2 separate regions of the Rattus norvegicus genome follow, and region 1 is linked to region 2. Evidence: chromatin contacts called from public Hi-C data. All regions are on one chromosome and are shown on one strand. The core of a region is the stretch at or near the end of the contact, and the rest is flanking DNA. Distances in the headings are between cores, read along the strand shown. Region 1 has its middle 180 kb from the start of Cyld. Region 2 has its middle 42 kb from the start of Sall1.

The links. A called contact is a pair of places that touch in the nucleus more often than the background predicts.
Region 1: a Hi-C map of liver shows a contact between it and region 2, with 4 times the contacts expected there. The contact joins two enhancer-like sites. A contact is called at or near these places in 2 of 12 Hi-C or Micro-C datasets (both in liver).

The regions. Positions count from the first base shown.
Region 1 is chr19:34,368,784-34,375,443 of GRCr8, forward strand. No RefSeq gene overlaps it. Among named protein-coding and RNA genes, the nearest start is that of Cyld, 180 kb to the right of the region's middle. Within about 2 kb of position 4,603, at least 5 of the 93 cell types and tissues checked have an H3K27ac peak or open chromatin away from gene starts, as enhancers often do. A contact at or near this core is called in liver, where this site is marked.
Region 2 is chr19:34,219,450-34,226,731 of GRCr8, forward strand. No RefSeq gene overlaps it. Among named protein-coding and RNA genes, the nearest start is that of Sall1, 42 kb to the left of the region's middle. Within about 2 kb of position 1,307, at least 3 of the 93 cell types and tissues checked have an H3K27ac peak or open chromatin away from gene starts, as enhancers often do. A contact at or near this core is called in liver, where this site is marked.

The sequences.
Region 1 (6,660 bases), core at 3,353-5,852, 150 kb after region 2:
TGTATGGGTGGATAAGGACAATGGATACATAAGGATAAATGAACAGAGCAGTCTGGGTGAATGGATGAAAGATCACTGTGAGGAGTAAGGAGGAGGGCGTGTGTGAACTGCTTTGGAAACTATGCCATAGCACTGTAAAGTCCTAGAGCCGGGCATTGTGATAGAGCTTTGTATGCACAGTTACCTCTGTCCCCTCAGTTCTGCATCACAGATGCCATCACACGCAAGGAGAGTCTTAGGTGCTGGTGGGGCTGAGTTCACAGACCTAGTGTAGAGTGGGTCCAAGCCAAGCGAGTTGGCCTGAATGTTTCAACTCTTCCCAAAAATCATTACAAAATGACCATGTAGTGAAATCTTTGTGTTTACAGACCAGTGTGCCGGCAGACATCCTTCAAAGAAGGGACCCACGGTGACCCTGTAGCACTCTGTCTACTTCCTGGAGTGTTACCTGCCTTCTCTTTTCACTGTCAGCTGCCCCTCACTGCTGCCATTAAGGACTCTCGATTTAACCCTGATTCATCTCTAAGGGTCTAATTACCTCCAATACAAAATGAATTCTTACTAGAATTAGGTAGAAAGAGGGAATCTAGGGTGTCTTGGCAGGAAAGGATGATGATTCTGAATTAGTTACGATCTCCCCTGATTCCTCTAAAGAGGACTTTTGAAAAATTATTTTTAATTTTAGGAAGCAAATTCAGAAAATTGAAATCTGGGGAGAAGGCAGTGTTTGGGTGTTTAAGTGTCATCCTTCCTATCTCTTAGGATTATTTATTTCAGATTTTATCATCATCATCATCATCATCATCATCATCATCATCATATTGTGGGAGTGCTTTGCCTGCATATATTTACGAGTGTCACATGCATACCTGTCACCTACAGACTTCAGGAGAGAGCATTACATGCCCTGACACCATAGTTCCAAATACACTGTTCCCAGCAATGTGGGTGCTGGGAACGGAACCCAGGTCCTCTGCAAAAGCAACAAGTGTCCCTAAGCACTGAACTATCTCTCTAGCAGCCCATGTCTCACAATATTCTGAGAAAAACCACCTAAGGAATGAAAATGAAAGTGCATTTGGAGACACACAGCAATTCGAGGAGAAAGTCTGTGCTTGGCTACTGATCTCTTTGCCATGACAGAAGGCCTGGTGGAAGCCACTCGAGAAAGGGAGTTTGGACTCTCAGTTTCAGGAGTATCCATCCAGTTCGGTGGGAAGGGCAGCTGGAGGAGCTCCATGTGTGGTGGATGTTTCTGAGCTGGTTTCTTCACGTCTTAATAAAGCAAGAATGTCCTCCTCAAGGCCTATCCCCGGAGCTTCTAGCAGAAGCTGGCTAGACCACAGACTCAAACGTCCTACAGTCTCCAGAAGCAGTACCACCATCCAGGGACCAAACACAGGAGCCCGTGGGAGACACTTCACATTTCAAACTTTAACATTCTGCATAAGGCTGGAGAGATGGCTCAGCAGTTGAGAAAGCTTGCTGCTCTTGAAGGAAACTGGACACCCATAGTGGGTGACTCACAATCATCTGCTCCAGCTCCAGGGGAGACAACACCCTTTTCTGGTGTCCTCAGGTTCTACACTCACATGCACACGTATGCCCATATGCACACATATACATGCATGTAAATAAAAAATGTTCATGAAAGAATGTGTGGCTACTGCTTTAGCTTTCATTACAAACTCATCATGATGTCCCCATATTTACTTATTTAATCGCCATACAGCCCTGCGAAGCAGGTATCAATAGGCCTATAGTATAGAAATTAATGCCCCTTTGAAGAGTACTGGAACTCAAGCCCTGGGCACCCTGATTCTTTTGTGGTTTTTCTCCATAATGCGCAGCAGTCATACCGTTGTGAACATTGGATGGCACTTCAGCTCTGCACCCAGGGGCCATTATGCACAACCCAAACATCATCCAGAGGAAAAAAGCATAACCTCGAGGCACTCATTGAGCTGCTAAGGACCCTGTGGGCCAGTCCTGGAGCAGGGAGAGGAAGCACCACCTCCCTTAACTCAGTTAGGAACACACACATTGGGCAACTCAGGGCTCTCGCTGTTCTTTGTACACCTACGAATGACAGTGTGTACTGATCTGGGGATTACAAATGCATGCTCATAAATATATAAATAACAGGCTATCCCCCAAAGGAATGGAGCACGTTGAATTGGGCTAAGCCCTAAATCTAGAGTGGGGCTGCCCTGAGAGGAAAAAGGTGACCAATGAAAAGGCAGAAGCCATGCGGTGACAGAACCAGAAACAGTAGTTGTGAGGCAAGAAGCAAGGAAGCTAGCGTCTACCTGGATTGGGGAAGAGAGAAGGAAACAGGTCTGTGCAGGAGGTTAGACGCCAGCCTGCATTCCAGAGAACAGACCTGTTGTTGAGGCCAGTCAGATGGCTCACCTGGCTATGGCAGCCTTAGAAAACAACACAGAACATACAGGCATCAGCCTGGCACCATGGACAACACTCATGAGATGCTGGAGAATCCTTTCCTAGTGAAGGGCCACCCCTCCCGGAGCCCTACAGTCTCAACAACTGGAGAGAGTCTGCGGGAGATTTGGGAGACAAGAATGTGTTTGGTGGGGTTATCGGTCAGAGCCTCGGGACACAAGCCACCTTGTGGCCACCTCCTAGTTCAGGATGGTGGGACTCTTCACACACACAGGCAAACACTGGCGTGGAGCTGCCCACACCTCTCTCCAGGCTCTGCTCACACCAGAGCTCCATGCCTCCGGCACTGAGAAGATGGAGTCTTCCTGTTTCCCAAAACCTCAGTAGCAAGAAGAGCACATTTGCCTGAAGTGAGTATGAAATCCAACACTCCTATATCTGGAACGGAATGGCAGGCTCTGGTGCTACTTGTGGGCTTCTCTAAGGCCCCTCACAGACCCTTGCTATACCTCTGTCCTAAGGATGACAGCCAGAAGGGCCCTTTGTAGAGGAGAGATGGCTACCCAACCTTAACTTGTGTTTTGTCAGATCTGCTGGATATGTCTACTTCAGAGTAGCTTGGCAGGAGGCAGGGGAAATGTCCGCATTCTGCTAATTGTCTCTGTAGTCTGTTGGGTCAGAGATCACAGACAAGAGGGACATGATTGCCAGAAAGGGACCCAGGGAGTCAGGAGACTTTCTTTCAGGAACTCAAATCTCTGTTCTAGTGGAAACGGCGCTATCCTTCCCTCCCTGTAGGGAGTGTCTCTCCTCCACAGCTCTCCCTAGTACTACAGGTTGGCAGTCTTTGGAGGGTACAGAAATGCTAAGCCAAAAAGGTTCCCAGTGTGGGTGACTGCTGGGGTATTTGTACATCCAGCTTCTAGGCTGTGAAGTAACCTGAAGAAGACTGCTTCAGCCAACTCTACCTTCAACCGTGAGCCACATGCAAAATACTTGACCAGACTCTGTTGGGCTTGGTCTGGTACTGTTATGTATTCAAACGCTAAATTCTGTACCCCAAGATCTGGTTGCCCCAAGGAGAGCAAATTCTCACCACACCAGCTTTGGTTATGCCAACCTTGTTCCCCAAGTTAGTTGGTCAATAGATGGCTAACACCTGTGATTGGGCAGTAGAGAGAGAGAGAGGTAGGACTTGGGGATCCAGTGGGTCTCAGGAGAGAACGGAGAATAGGGCATGACAGGAGATGGGCTGTGAGCATATGGCCAGTGGAAACAACAAGTAACAAGGGACATGTGACAGGGATGTAAGTTAGAAAAGGTCCAAAATCTACCAATCTAGACTTACAGCTTGTGAGTAAGACACCAGAACGGTGTGTGTTTTACACAAGCTAGATAGAATATGTAATTCCTTTTACAAGACTCAGCCTCTCGGGCCCATCAGTTCTCCCCCTGATGAGAATCCGGAGCCCAGAAAATGAGTGAGGATCCTTCTGGGTGACAGAATAAGAGACCACAGCAATGGAAAGAAATACCAGCTCCATAGACACCCCAAAACTGTCATCATTTGTCCTCTTATTCTCAATGCTGGAACTGTGGAACACAAGAAGACCTTAGAGAAAGGCCATTAACCAGGCAAACTGAGGCCACAAGTGGAAAGACAAGGAGCTCCAACTGGAAGGTAACTGGTTATGCACGCTTACTGAGGGGTGACTGTTCATGCCTCTCAGTCTGTGAGTAACTAGAGGATGCTCAGTTAGTCAAGGTACTTGGGGGGGCGGGGTTTGAATCTGCAGATCATGTATGGTAACCATGCTATGTGGACAGACACTCTCCTAACACCCACTGCTCAAGATGGCTCCTATGCCATTGGCATGTTCTTTCCAGACTCCCGAGTACTCCCTTCAGGTGCCAAGTCTAACGTGACCTCTTCAAATTCATAATGTGTATGAAATAAGCAGAAAGCAGCCCAAGGTGAGTCACTCATTAATCACAAGCAAAACAGGCCCCGACCAAGGCCATAGCAGGAAGCATAAAACAGAAAGGGGGAAGAAGAGTTGCCCAATCCCTTTATTTAATATTAACTACTTTATGTTTTTTTCATCTGAGTTCTGAGAATGCTTGCTTCCCACTCAATCCAAAGTCAATTGTCCTTGAGTACCTGGGTGCTAGCTGGGTGGATGGTGAATGCAGTGTGCCTTGGAAGCATGGCCCCTGAAAGGAAGGACTCACAGCTGGCAGTCCCACTTGTGGCAAGGGACCTTAGTAACTAAACAAGTTCTCAGTGACGTTTTTTGAATATGACCTGATAGGAGCAGGGGAAACCAAAAATGTTTTCAGGACCTGCCCTATGTCCTTGGAGTTGCAAATGTCCCTGGTTTGAAAATGACAAGTGTTTAGGAGTAAGGATGCCATCCATCAGTCCCACTGGGCTAAGGCCAATGCAGGCACACCCTTCCTCTGGGAGGAAGACTGAGGTATGTGTAGACTGCTCAGTTGCATTTCCCTATTTCTATCCTTTGCTCTCAACTGTATCACGTCATCGAAACTAGAGACAGGTAATGTGGGGGACCCCATTTTAGAGCATGCACGCCTTCCCAGAAGCAGGGCTTGAGGTTCTCTGCCTCTAAAGGGCAGCTGCTGCTTACAGATGGGGCATCTGCCCCCAGAGCTGCTGGTTCGTCTTGAGTAGAAGACTTGGAGTTTGGCAGACACTGCCCTTTGTGAGGCTGTGCTTCCCACCAGTCAGGGAGCCCATTGTCTCTTTCCAGCTGAGGAAATAGCTAGGCTCCAACATGCACTGATTAGTGTGTGGCTCCCTGCAAAGGTGGCAGGGCCCGACTGGTGTGGGTACGCCTCCTATGTCATTTGCACAGCATGGGAGTGCTATAATCCAAAGGTGCAATTCAGAGGCTTGTCTCCCAAAAGCCAAGATGAGGACAAGGCTGGAGATGATAATCAATGCTGACGCAAATTACCTGGTGTTTGCCGGAGCAGAATGGAGCAAAGGGAGCTTCAGGGGGAAAATCAGGTTGGCCCCATCTCCGTGGTGCTGAGGCTGGCTTGGCGGATGGGGGCTTGGGTAGGAGAAGTACTCCAGTGAATTTGGTTTGAGCATCATTTGGAAACCATGATTTATTTGCATAGAAGTCCCAACATTTCGCTGTAGCCAAATCCCTTGAGAACCTTCTAAGGTACATACCATTGGCTCTTATCCTCAGCATTTCCAAATGAGAGCATTGAGGCTGTCACGAGGGCAGCCATGTTTTCTGGAACCAGACATGATTGTGGTGCAAAGCCTGCTTGGAAATCAACTATCCCTCCACTTCAAGAAGAGGAAATTGATCCCAGGAAAGAAAGATCTGAGCCAAGGTCCTGCAGAGCACTGGATGGAAACGGATCTTTCAACTGCCTCTTCATTCTCCCTCTCTTCCTCCTTTAGCTCATATATTCATTTAACAAACATTCGTTGAGGACATGTTTTGTGCCAAGTGCTACTTCAGGTGCCAAACATCTCTAACCTTCCCTGGTAGGAGAAAGCACCAAACGAGAAGAGTGGGTACTAATCAAATAACCCCTGCTTGGAAGTTGGGAGGAGAGGGCGTGACATTGCATGGAGAGCCGTGAGTATCTTCATCTGTCAAACGGACTCTGTTTTCCCTGCTTCCCTTCCCACCTACACAGCTAGCTCACACAGGATGTTAGCAGGAAATGGACTTTTTATAAACATAAAAGCAAATTCTCCAAATGCTGGGTTTAGCCTCACTCTGATAAGCATTCAATAAATGTTTGTTGAATTGAATTGCCAAATTGAATTATGCTACAAAAATCAAGCAAGGATTAGCAAGAATTCCCAGCACTAACCATGGTGTTCATTGAGTTTCCCTGTCTGGGCAGAGAGGACCCAGGCTGGGTGTTTGTAAGAATGTACGAGCTGGGAGGACTCTAGGTACTAAGTTGGCCACACCAGCTATCAATTTTACAGAATGGGAAGTCAAGGCCCAGAGGGGGAAAAGGCTGTTCTAGATCATATATGAAGAAGGGTCAGAGACAGGAATGCCAGCTTCCTGATACTCTGAGTGACTGAAATGATGAAGAAGAAGATGGGGCCATCTTGTTCCCAACAAGCTAGAGTCTGCTCTGTGTGTGGAGAGTCCTGAGGATGGAAACATCTTCCAGCTGTTAATTAAAGTTCTATCATCAGATCAGTCCCCAAGTCCCCAGAATCTTTCACATCCAACACCATAAATGTCTGTG
Region 2 (7,282 bases), core at 57-2,556:
CACAGTGACCTCCAGGTCCATCCACTTTCTTGCAGATGGCATAGTTTTGTTCTTTATGACTGGGGGGGGGGGGTCCAACGTGTCCATCACATTCTCTTTGTCCCTTCATCTGTGGATGGTTACCTAGGCTGACTCCATATCTCGGCTGTTGAGAATAAAGTAGCACCAAGCAAGAATGTACGCATACCTCAGTGGAACAGTCCCTCAGATTCCTTCAGGTTTGTCTCTGGGTGTGGACCAGCTGAGTCATCCAACAGTTCCTCTCCTGTGTGTGTGTGTGTGTGTGTGTGTGTGTGTGTGTGTGTGTGTGTGTGTGTTTTGTTGTTGTTGTTTTTTTTTTTTTAAGGAGCCTTTGTACTGAATTCTACAGTGGCTGTACCAATTCACAATGGCACCAGTAGTGTATAAGGCTCTCTCCCCCACCCCATTTTCCCCCAAAAGCTTTTGTTGTTGTTCTTGTTGTTTTTTATGAGGATAGCCATTGGAACTGAGATGAGATAGAAACTTACAGCGGTTTTAATTTAATTTTGCATATATTCTTAGTTGTCCCTTCTACTTGGGGGTATTTCTAGGTTTTCTGACTCTCAGCAAACGGGTGTCTGCCGCCATGAGCATTCCTGTGATATTAACTGTCAGGTGTTGAGAACACAGCTCAGAGCCAGCTGGAACGCTGTACATCAGCTGAACAGCAGGAAGCTTTCCCCCAGCTTCCTTTTGTGTGGCAGACAAACTTCAAATGAACCGAGGATCATTTTCCCGAGAAACCTTTAAGTTGAGCGATAATAGAAAAGTAGTTAGAGGAATATTACACTTTTCATTTGGGCAAACAGATGGGATGCCTGCTTTTAGATTTAATCGGGGGGCGCAGGGAGGGGGGCTGGCAGACAGGTAGGGATGCCATGTCTTTTAGTTGAAGTCTCTTTCTTTTCAGGAAAGAATGAAACTGCTTAATATTCAGTGCACCCAGCACCCCACCCCCACACTCAACTCCCCAGCACCTCGGCACTGGTGACGCCTAACCTTTATTTCTCAGTCCTGATGACATTACAAAGTACAAAGGTCATCTAACGGCAAGCGAATCCAATTTTAACAAACTTATTACACTCTTCTTGTCTTACAAAAAAGTATTAGGGGTGTGCGTGTGTGTGTGTGTGTGTGTGTGTGTGTGTGTGTGTGTGTGTGTTTGAAAAATAAAACAGAGGCTGCTTAAAACACAAAACATATCCCCCAATCTCCATTTACACAGACACAGACATAAATAAATGATTTAACAAACCGGGAGTCACGAGTCTCTGACCTCATGCTTTCTCAACTTCTTTGGAAAGATTTTGATATCAATTGTTACTCTTTTTTCCCCAGAAGCATAATACACAGTAACCTTAGCACGCACAATCATAATACACGGTAACCTTAGCACGTACAATCTGTTTCAAACAGAGGGCTACAGACAAGGGCCATCAATGGTAGATTTTAATGTCCTAGCCAGGCTTACATTACCTTGCTAGAAATGAAATCTGCTCCCCCTCCCCCAAGCTCAAGCCCCTGGACACCCCCGTCGGAGATCATTTGTTATGCAAAATTCTGGGAGGCCATCAAAATTAATTCACAGTGCTCTTTCTGCCCAGAGCCTCAGTTCCTAATAATGGGCTTTCTCAACAGGTGTTCATTGTACTAGCCTGACTTCAAATTGCCTGACTAAAGGTTTTATTCTTCAGTCATCCCTTTTTTAATCTTGACCTTGTAATTTACTAATCGGCAGCAGCTGCCAAGGAGGGCCCAGCTGTTTACAGGAGGGGACACATACCACCAAGGTGGCTCAGCCATGGAAGGAAGCCCCAGTCACTGCAGAAAGGAAAAAAGGAGACATTGACATTCTTCATTCAGAGACAAGGACAAAACTCAGGCCCAGACTCGTCCATAAAGTACCTTCTTGAGAAGTTAGTCTAACTGTGGTAAGCTATAGCCACTTCCCTTTGAGATGACTTGGGCTAGCCTTAGATTAAGTGTAAGTGAATGGCCAAGGAATTTTAACAAAGCAAAAATACCACCAGAAAAAGGTTAGGTCAAAGGAAGGACTTTTTATTATTCCTATTTTTATTTTATTTACTTTGGTGTTTAGCCTGTATGTCTGTGCGTCAGGTCCCCTAGAATTGGAGCTGTAGACAGTTGTGAGTTACCATGTGGGTGCTGGGAACTGAACCTGGGTCCTCTAGAGGAGCAGCCTGTGCTTTTAACCACAGAGCTATCTCTCAGCCCTTAGGAAGGACTTTTTAAAAATGCATTTGGGGGGGGGATGGGGAGGGGAACACTCATATAGAAGGGGAGGGGGAAGGGTTAGGGGAATGTTGGCCCGGAAACCGGGAAGGGGAATAACAATCGAAATGTAAATAAGAAATATTCAAGTTAATAAAGATAAAAAAAAAGTGCATTTGTCAAGTCCATGTACTAAATGTATCAGCATCCAGATGTGTCTTCCTTCGAGGTCCTGAGTGATGGTGTGGGCACGATGGTGCTCTTCTGAAGAGAATCCTGAACATCTGGCTCATCAGAAGCACTTCAGCTTTTGTGCATTGCAAATGCATGAGGCCAACTTCCTCGTTCCCAAACAAGTCCCACAGGCCTGCCGGTTCCTTGTCGTTGGATTCTCCGGCCTCAGCAATCCCATCTGTAGTCCAGTGGGTTCTCCAACTTCATTCTCCTCAGTCCCAGAAAGTCAGAAAGCTCTGAGCAGGTGTGCCTGGGAAGGATCCCATGCTGGCTAAGCAGCAAATGGTCTTTACTGTGGCAGAAGAGCATCCAGCCTCCTCTGCCACACAGACATTCCTGACCTCCTTACTTGCTTTGCAAACCAAGCTGGATCCACAGCTCAGTTCTGGACTGCACTAGAGAGCTCGTGTCTAATGTACTTTTGATAAAGATTAGAAGGAAACTGAGTCCTGCCTCCCAGGTGAAGACTGAGTCCCTGGGGTTAAGAGGACATTTAGATGCTGTCCGTGGCTGAGCTTAGCTTCATCCTGGTTCAAGGCAGCTTCCTGTGGAGGAACAAGCGTGGATAAAGCTCAAACTCTTGCTGGCCCCTAGACTTCCAAAAGGACAGTGGATTCCCTCATTGTTTACTGAGGAAAGTAAACACAGACTGGCAACTTCTGAGTCACACTAGAAGTCCCCTGAGAATCCAGAACTGAGTTGGAGTCTCCGGATAGGGCCTGGAGGACTTGTTGGAGATCATCAGCCCCCGATGTACAGACTCCAGGGAAACTCACCAGAGGGAGGCAGGTGGCCCTCTGGGTTCGGCAGAAGACTGCTCCCAAGTCTTCACCATGGCTGTTCCCTCCCCACAGCTCTCTTGAGTGCCTTCAAGTGACAATTCTAACTGCGCAAACTGTGAAGACCAAAACTGAGAGGCGCAGTTCACTCTTGGGCAACAGCACCCACCAGTGTTTGTCTACTCGTGGGCAGAGAAGTACTCTAATGCTGAGGGACTGGGTTGCATGACAGAGGGACCTCCCTTGTTCAGCTCCTACGAGCCTTTCCATCTGTGGGAGGAACAGAAAGATTTCTTGGGCTCCAAGCTTAGACCCTCCCAGCCTTCCTTCACTTGGTATAGGAAGTTTTTAAGTTTTAAACCAGAAAATACATTTTGTTGGTAGGGCTCGGTGAGTAACTTTGTACTGTGGACATTGTAGCAAGGCATCGGGAGGCAGATTTAGTGGGAGATACTGCACCGGATGGGTCGGGCAGCTTAGATGCTGGGATTAGCACATCTGGAGACACCCACGGCGGCCCAGAGAAGTGGGACTAAGGGCGTGATTAGTTTCCGGTCACCACTAGGCATGATTGATTTATGCATCTTACAGATTCATCTCGTATGGACGGCCCCGAGCAAGATGACTTGCAATTCTTCTGACTGATAAGGACCCTGAAGCCTAGAAAGGGAAAACTCTTACTCAAGGTCACAGAGAATTTCTACACAAGGCTTGTAGCTCAGAGGGATGGATCCATCTTTTGATCTACTAATATTTTGAACTATTAAATTCATACCCAAGAAACACGCTCCCACGTGTTCGCATTCTGTCTAAGCTCCGCCCCACAGTTACCTGGCAACAGCCAGGGATGCCCGACTCACTATAAAAGGAGCTGCTTGGCCCCTCCACTCTCTCTTGTCCTTGCCCTTGCCTTCTTGCTCCCCACTCTGTCCTCTCCCCATTCCCTTTGCCCCTCTCCACATACTCCTGTCTCATCTCTCTCTCTCTCTCTCTCTCTCTCTCTCTCTCTCTCTCTCTCTCTCTCTCTCTCTCTCTCCCTCTCTCCCTCTCTCCCTCTCTCCCTCTCTCCCCTTTCTCTCTCCCTTTCTCTGTCTCTACTACCCTCTTAACTCCCCTCCCCATGCCCTGAATAAACTCTATTCTATACTATACCATCCTGTGGCTGGTCCCTCAGGGGGAAGGGATGCCTCATCTTGGGCCCGCCGAGGCACTCCCTTCCCCCATACCTGACTACACAGCCACCAAACATATTCCTTCTCTTCTTTATCTTTTTATAAACACACTCTCACATGCTTGTATTTGCTTCCTGCAGATTCGTTCGCACACCCAGTTCCATCACCAGCGGAATAAACCAAAGGTTAACCTGAAAGCACTCAAATTGAAGAAGTATGCCCAGAGGAGGAGATCCATTCTCCTGTTGCTCTCACAGAATACCTGAGGAAGGGTGGTGTGTAGAACTTAGAGGTTTGTGTTCACCTCTACAGAAGTTTGAAGCATGGAGCTAGTATCTTCTTGGCTTCTGTGGGGACCCCATGCCACGACAGTGTCTCTGGGAAGCGAAGGAGCAGGGTAGGGTGCTGTTGAAAGGAAGCGTGCTTTCCTGGCATGAACACGGTTAGAGAGTCTAGCCACAGCTGAGGAGAGCAGAGAGGAGGAGGGGAAAGGATGGAGGGAGGGGTGAGAGAGGAAGGGAGAGGGAGAACTTTAATGGAAGAATGTTCTGGGTGGAGAGAGAAAATCCAGAACTGTAGATAACTGGAACTCCCATATTACACCAGGCCTGTGAGGCAGGGGGATGCCTGAAGTTCCCTGCATGATGTTGCACAAGTACAGGATAGAGAAAGCTCAATTACTCGGGCCTCACTGCTGTGCTGTTTGTAAGTGGTAGAGTCGGGGTTCGAATCCTGTCCCTCGGATTCAGACCTTCCTGGTTCCCACAATGCCACGCCGCAGTGGCATCCCTACTGATGTTGACAGAACTGCTGCCATCTTGCTTTTCACGTCCGGGATGTGCTGTGCTCAGGACTGCAAGGCTGAATTTGCTTCTCTCCGTGCTAGGGAGGGAGCATGTGACGTTGTGCATCCTTTGCGGGAACTCTACCGCTGTGCCTCAGTGAAGCTAACACCAAGGACAACCCCTGTCCCTGGCAGCCTCTGCTACACCCAGATCAGGACACTTCCCAAAGACTATGTGTGTGCCACTGGAGGTAGTTTGTGGAGATGCCAGAAGTCTCGGAAATGACTGCTGGGTGAAGACGTGAAGCTTTCCCCCCTAGCATACAAAAACATTTCCAAAAGACTAACCTTTCCTAATAAAATAATCTCAATAAGACATTTCAGCAGGGGAATTATTAGATATTAATTCATGCCTAGTTGCACTGACAGCTTCGGCCGTCAGCGTTAGCCTAATAGCACGCTAGGTGAGAATTAATATGCCATAATTCACGCTCTGTCATGCATTATTGCTTAAATAAGATACATGAAGAATAACCTATTCTGGGGGAATAACTGGGATTCTCAGAGTTCTCCTGGCCAAGTTATAAATAGTTACGTTTGGATCCAGAATTTTTTTTGTATTACTAAATTTGAAATAAATTGCATATATGTATCCTCATCTATAATTACTGTGAGCATTTTTCCTAAGTACTAACATTAAGTTCAGTCATATTCCATGTTTTAAAATTGAACTTAAGCAAAATCACGTGATTTTTCTGGAGACTAAAATAGACTTTTTTTTTTAACCTCTGTATATAACTGTGTCTAGCGCATGGCGCGATGTGGCTGGTGTGGAAGACCTAGCAGCAGTTAAATGGAGTTGGCTGAGGAAGGGACAAATAGAACTGGTGGAGCCCAAGGGGCTTTGAGGTGCTCTTCTGGTGCTCCTGAAGAATAAGTCTCCTCTGAAAGCCGTTGTTCACCCAGAGAAGGGGGTTGGGGGTTTGGGGGAGTGTGTGTGGCGGCGTGTGGGGGGGGCGGGGGGGGTGAGAGGCCGGAACCCAGGGCCTCTTGGAAGGAACACTGTTTGGGTTTGAACTTGAGTGTCCCCAACCTGTTCCTGTTTTGAGAACTTCCCCGGCTGGAGAGCCTGGGGAACCTTTAGGATGTGGGGCCTAATTGGTGGGAGTAGGCCACATTCTCTCTGCTTCCTGTAGGCCATAATATAAACAGCCTCTGGTTCAGGCTCCATAGACGGAGGCACTGGGTCCTGCCTTCCCTGCCCTGGTGGACTGCAACTAAGACCATGAACCAACAGAAATCTTTCCTCCCTTGCTCTGTCTCTCAGGCATTTTGTCACAGGGATATCAAAGTCTCTAAGACAGCATCAGACTAAATGATTAACTCACTTGTCCTCACAAGGTAGTGCTGAAGGCCCTGAGAACACAAGGGAGACCACGAAGTGGGCAGAGAAGGAGTGGGAACCACATAAGTAAATTGTTCACAAATTTGTCTTGTATTTCTTGAGAACCTCCTCCATACTGGGCCCTAGGCTGACCGCTGAGCACACCAAGGAGCTGGGAATCCCGGGTGGGAGATAAACACTCAAATGTAATGCCATTCAATACAGGGCAAAAGTGCTTGGAGGGGGTAAGAGGAGAGGACAAGAGAAGGAGGTAGCAGGAGACAACAGTAGAGGAGACAAGACCTGTGGAGACACAGACAGTGGCAGATCTCATAGAACACGGTAAGGTATGTTGTCTCAGTTTTGGATCCAACTTCAAGAATGATCTATGAGGCCAGGACTAAGACAAGGAGGAGTTGAAGGGAAGAGGCTGGTGTTAGTCTGAGAGTGATGTATTTGAGGTCTGGGGCTCAGTCAGGGAGAAGCAAGTCTGGAGTCCAGGACATGAAAAACACACACTTTGGTAAAGTTAGTCCACCAGAGAGGCATAGAGTTATGAGAGAGAATCATTCCCGATTTCCGTGCCTTTTAAAGCTGAGTGCAAGAAAAATGGCAGCAGGTCTCCGAATCCTTCGGCCTAATCATTTTTCTTTCATTTCCCTTTGAGTCATCGAAT